Linked DNA regions of Mus musculus: region 1 is linked to region 2. Evidence: chromatin contacts called from public Hi-C data. All regions are on one chromosome and are shown on one strand. The core of a region is the stretch at or near the end of the contact, and the rest is flanking DNA. Distances in the headings are between cores, read along the strand shown.

Region 1 (2,784 bases), core at 186-2,685, 240 kb after region 2:
CCGAGAGAGATGTGTGAAGTGGGACCACAGAATGGCTATGAGCAACAGTAGCCATTAATCCAGTACATAGGCTCAACTTGTCTCTTCACTCTAGGAGCTGGGTCCATCTCTTTAACACCCTTGGTATTATATACTTTCAGTATATACAGTCCCTTCAATACTATTCAGTGATCTGCTCTGTAATTATAACCGAGAGAATTGGACTGTAGGGAATCAAAGGCCATCTAAATTTATCAATACAAGTCATCAGTGCCATCAGGTTTTCAAAGTAGTTTTCTATGTATTTTTTATTTGACTAAAACTAAAACCCTACTGAGGCAAGAAGAGAAGAAACTAATCTTACCTAAAGATAAAGACATAATCTAAAAAAATACTGATTTACTCTGATCTTATTTACAGTTAACAACCCTGGGATCTTCACAGGATCACAGTTGCTCCTAAACTGAATATCTCACCATTCAACTGATATTTAAGATAGAACTAGAAAGAAATCATCTAGTCATCTAGTCATTAGATTTATACTTGTCCTTGAGGCCACACTACCCCATTCACTAATGTGCTCTGTTACTGAGTTTCAAATTATAGAAATAAAAAGTAGCATAACATAGTAATTTTAATCAAACTTTTCTATTTATATTACTCCTACTCAAAAATCCAATATTCTTCCAACTTTGAATGTTTCAAATTTATTTATTCAATTTGAAGAAGTTTGATCTACATTTCTTCTACTAACATTGATGAATATAGAAATGAAGTTAAGTAGGTTATATTTCTACTTGACTACCCTAAAATTCCCCCTGTGACCTAGTCCCAGTCTATCTTGCCAGCTTCATTTCCAACTGCATCCACTCTGTTAGTCACAACAGATTATTCCTCAAGAACACTCTGTACTTTTCTTGGTTTCCTCTGTTAAAAAATTTCCTTTCCCACCCACTTCCTTTTATTCAAACCTTACATCTTCTTCAAGGACCAGGATTAATCATGCAGACTTCCTGATCTATAAAATTAAAATTAATCTCACCCTCCCACATGAAGCTACTGGGTTCTGAAGTCCTGTTTCACCCAGAGTTCACTGTGCTTAGATGGCTATCTCTTAGGTTCAGCTGGGCACTTTTTTGTGGGCGAGGGTAGTATCTTTGTATCTACCACATGACAGTGGGTGGGGGGAGGGGAGCATATTAAATGTAAAGTACATGGCAACAAGGTGCTGCCTTAGCACAGGTTTTCATCAAACATGATGAATGAACATGACATGACATACATGTCACCTTAGCCTCTCAGCTCCCTCCTATTACAAGGGATCTTTCTAAAAAACAAACTTAATTGTGTCAATTTTCAATTTAATCTTGAAGTTCTCTGCCATCTAATGGACGGAGCTCAGGTTCCAAGCATAGAATTGAAGGCAGGCCCATCATGACCTGCACTACTATACTTCTCTAACACTTTCTACTGAAGACACGTGTATTCATGTACACAAAGTTCTTCAGTTATCACGGTATCAAATTCTCCCCTATGCACTTATTATCTGCATCCTGCATACCCAATTCCAACATCCCACCTGGTAAACTATATCCAGGTGAAATATAACATGGTAGTTAAGCTCCTCTAGTTCAGGTGTAATAATATACAAAAGAATCCTATCTCTAACCAGATGGAAATGCCGCAATCAGTAAAGCATGGTGAAAATCAGATGGATTGCCATTGAGCAGGAAGTGCTATGTGGAGGCCCAGAAACCACTGTCAGGAAAATAGAAATCTTCCACCGTTACAAAAGGACAAGTCAAGTCTTCAGTACTTACACTAATCTACAGCAATTTCAGTAAAGATCTACACGTTATAAATTATCCAACATCCTAGAATATTAGTTAAAACTTTTGTTTTGAAAAAAGCAGACAATTTTTCAAATGCAAATATGCCCTCTATGTTGCTTTTATTTAAAAAAAAAAAACTGTTTTTTTAAACACTGTTTCTGAAAAAATCTTCCACCGTTACAAAAGGACCCTTAGATTAATGAGTTTTATTCCTTTTGCAGTGTGCAGATGGAATCCAGGGCACAATATAAGTGTTCTCTCATGGAGCTACATCCTCAGCCCATTCAAAAAACTCTTTTGGGGACAAGATTTCACTGGTGGCCCCAGGTTGGCCATGAAACCACTCTGCAGCCCAGACAGGCTGGACTTGGGATACTCATGCCTTGGCCTCAAGAGCAGCTAGTATATGCAGGTGCCAGTACTCCTAACTTAGAAGTAGTTTAGCAAGAGATTTGGAATGACCTGCATCCCGTGAATTTATGTTATTTAAATATCATTTCCTATTACAGCCATATGTACATGCTGAACAGCTTAGCTACCCTTAGGCTGTGTTATACTTGTGCAGGCTCATGTCCTTTAGTGGATGTTTTGTTCTTTGGCCCCACTGATAACTGTTATAGTCAACTGGTACACCATAGAAATAAAACTAAGGAGGCAAAAGAGGGGCATTTTCTCTTGGTCTCTTCAGGAGGCCAGTGTCTTCTATCAACCCCTGAGTTACACTACTAGAAAAGACTGAATAATCAGCATCCCACGCTGCTTTTAACATTATTTACCATATTCACCCATGCTTCCAATAATTCAGAATAGTTAAACAACAAGCATAGTTTCATTACTAATTAGCTACTGAAAACACTGAGTAAAGACCTTTATCCATCTGGTAAAATGGAAGCATATTTTATTCCAAAAGTCTTATCATAATATATAGCACAGGCAAACAACCAAACAAAAAAGGAAAGAAAGAAAGGAAAGA
Region 2 (2,896 bases), core at 266-2,765:
AACAGATACCATGACCAAGGCAACTCTTATAAAGGACATCATTTAATTGGGGCTGGCTTACAGGTTCAGAGGTTTAGTCCATTATCATCAAGGAGGGAGCATGGCAGTGTTTGGGTAGGCATGATACAGGAGAGGCTGAGAGTTCTACATCTTCATCTGAGGGCTGCTTGTAGAATACTCACTTCCAGGCAGTTAGGATGAAGATCTTAAAGCCCATGCCCACAGTGACACACCTACTCCAACAAGGCCATACTTCCAAATAGTGCCACTCCCGGGGCCAAGCATATTAAACCCATGACAAGCAATGACAGCAAACGGTGGATGAATTTGCCAGCACGTGGGAAGACACGCAGAGAAAAAGCAAACTTTCTATTTTCCTTCTCCCCTTTGTCTGGATTGCCACTGAAAAGCGCAGTGCATGCCACCAACACTTACAGTGGGTAGACCTACGTCAAGTAATCTGATAGACAAAATCCCTTCACAGGGGGGCTGGAGAGATGGCTCAGCGGTTAAGAGCACTGACTGCTCTTCCAAAGGTCCTGAGTTCAAATCCCAGCAACCACATGGTGGCTCACAACCATCTGTAATCTGATCTGATGTCCTCTTCTGGTGTGTCTGAAGACAGCTACATTGTACTTACGTATAATAAATAAATAAATCTTTTTTTTTTAAAAAAAGAGAAAACCAAACTAAAAGCTAATAAAATATTTTTTAAAAAAATCCCTTCACAGGAGTGTCCTGTGGCTTGCCTTTCGATTGACTCCAGAGCCAATCAAGTTGACAACCCATTATACTAGCTATTAATCTTAATAGTGTGTGATGGATAGAGCATACCGAAATTAGGAAGAGACAAAGCGCTTGGAGAGGCCCAAAGGGGAAGATTTTGAAAAAGTGGGTAAGATTTAACAGCTCGGGAGTAGGGCAAGGCAAAGAGATACAGCTTAGGGATTTCATGCACAAAGGAGGGACTATTCCAGAGTATTAAGGAGACAAGCCTTGCTAGATCACTATAGAAGGCAACCGTGCAACAGAGTAACACTTCAAATGCTATGTTAAAACAAGTAATAATTAACGTCAGTGAACAGGGAGCCTTTCCTGCTGAGACTCTAAAAAACAAAATCATTGTCTAGTTTTACCAATTTTTCCTTCAAGGCGTCTGGTCTCTTTGAGATCTGTCTCTGCTATCTAAGGTCTACCCTGTAATACTGTGTTTCTATTTGTTTTTTGTTGTTGTTGTTGTTTTTTAAGAAACAAAGTGTTAGTTATGACCCTGCACTTGTGGCGTCTGGCTCTGTTAGGAAGCTGCCTGCAACAGGTAGTTGTTTTCTTTGCTTCCGTCCCATTACTTCCAGTAACATCCTTCAGGGACCCTGTGAAACAATTCCCCTTCTCCTGATGTTTATAATCTGAGGGTGCTTATGGAGTTTCAACATTCCCTCTGCTTTGAGCCCAGCCAAGGTATACATGCTTAATACCTTTAATCTCTCCCCCTAAGTCACTCCCTCTGGTCCCTTAATCATCTTAATTGCTCTTCTCTGAAACACAGCCAGCTCATTATGTTCATCTTCCTTGGGAGGCAATGAGGAACATAGTATTCCCCTTGTGGTCTCCCAGGGCTCATATATTACCTCCCAGTTTCATCATCCAGGGCCGGACATGTGCAGCCACACCCCTCCGCTGTCCCCACCCACCCACACAGTGCACCCCGGCCCCCTGTAAATCCCGTATTTCACCAGGTTATCTCTGTATTTCCAGGTGGCCTGCTCCAAAACTTGGAAAGCATGTTGGCTACAGACAGATCGCATCCTGGGGTGGGGAGGAAGGGGAGGGGTGTCTCTTACTGGAGAAGGTGGCCCAGGACCAGGCCGAGTATCTGGAAAACTGCAACTAAGCTTGTGTAAGACAACCTTGAAAGGGGAGAGGCTGCAGTCTGCCCACAGAATTAGGCTGCAGCCTGCCGTGAGTGCTATGGCCTGCTGGGCTGTGAGAGCCTACAGAAAGAGGCAACGCCAGGGGTACAGCTCTGCTCTTTATGTCTCCTCTCTATCTTCTCCTACCTAAGTGTATTCATAGCCCTTGGCTGTTACTGTGTAGCTTTATGAGGAGAAATGCAAAGTGAACCAGATTACAAAGATCCTGTTTCAAGATCTGTTATCACCCTGTGGATAGAAACCTCCAGAAGCCCGAGCCTTTTGGAAGCAGTGGTCTTGTTTCTTAAAGCTTTGAACACACACACACACACACACACACACACACACACGCACGCACGCACGCACGCACGCACGCACGCACGCACGCACGCACGCACACACACGCACGCACACGCACACGCACGCGCGCGAACACACAACTTTGCTACTCTAAGGCCCTGAAGTTAAAAGTTAAACTGACTTTGAGGAACCCAGATGTTTGGGTCGCAGAAGGTTGGCATGGGGACACACCTGGGGCTTCCTTGAGCGTCTGGAAGAAAATAGAAAAAGAAGAGGTGGCTCACAACCATCCCCTAACTCAAGCCGCAGGGGATCCAATGTCGAGTTCTGACCTCTGAGCACATAGGGCCCATACATACACGCAGGCAAAACACTCATACACAGAAAACATAAATAGATCTAAATAACTTTTTAAAAAAGAGTTTTAAAGAAATTCCAGGAGGATGTTCCCATTGTGAAGAGCAGAGTTGATAAGAGGTAGCGGGTCTTTGGTCCAGAGACCTGCAAAGGAGGAAGCAGAGAGGGTGTGGGACGGGGCTCGTGCCTGCTGCCCTGGAACGTTCTAAGGCCAGGGGCTTCGTTCCACTTTTTATTGAAACCTTGAAAGGCCTTAGCCGGAGTGCCTGGTGGAGGCAAGACCACAGGGCTGGCAAATCCTGCTGCCAGCCTTCTTAAGGACTCTGCTC

What was found. Hi-C and Micro-C count contacts between places; a contact is called where the count stands out from the background.
Region 1: a contact with region 2 is called in a Hi-C map of the G1E-ER4 cell line, with 1.6 times the contacts expected there. The contact joins two enhancer-like sites. A contact is called at or near these places in 1 of 39 promoter capture datasets (hippocampal neurons), 8 of 484 Hi-C or Micro-C datasets (the C2C12 cell line, the G1E-ER4 cell line, the N1E-115 cell line and 4 more) and 1 of 115 datasets of contacts at active chromatin or transcription factors (embryonic stem cells).

The regions. Positions count from the first base shown.
Region 1 is chr13:104,778,391-104,781,174 of GRCm38.p6, forward strand. All of the region lies in intron 10 of Cwc27 (CWC27 spliceosome-associated protein), which reads right to left. Among named protein-coding and RNA genes, the nearest start is that of Cwc27, 37 kb to the right of the region's middle. Within about 2 kb of position 1,436, at least 6 of the 459 cell types and tissues checked have an H3K27ac peak or open chromatin away from gene starts, as enhancers often do. A contact at or near this core is called in the G1E-ER4 cell line, where this site is marked.
Region 2 is chr13:104,539,391-104,542,286 of GRCm38.p6, forward strand. No RefSeq gene overlaps it. Among named protein-coding and RNA genes, the nearest start is that of Adamts6, 250 kb to the left of the region's middle. Within about 2 kb of position 1,516, at least 55 of the 459 cell types and tissues checked have an H3K27ac peak or open chromatin away from gene starts, as enhancers often do. A contact at or near this core is called in the G1E-ER4 cell line, where this site is marked.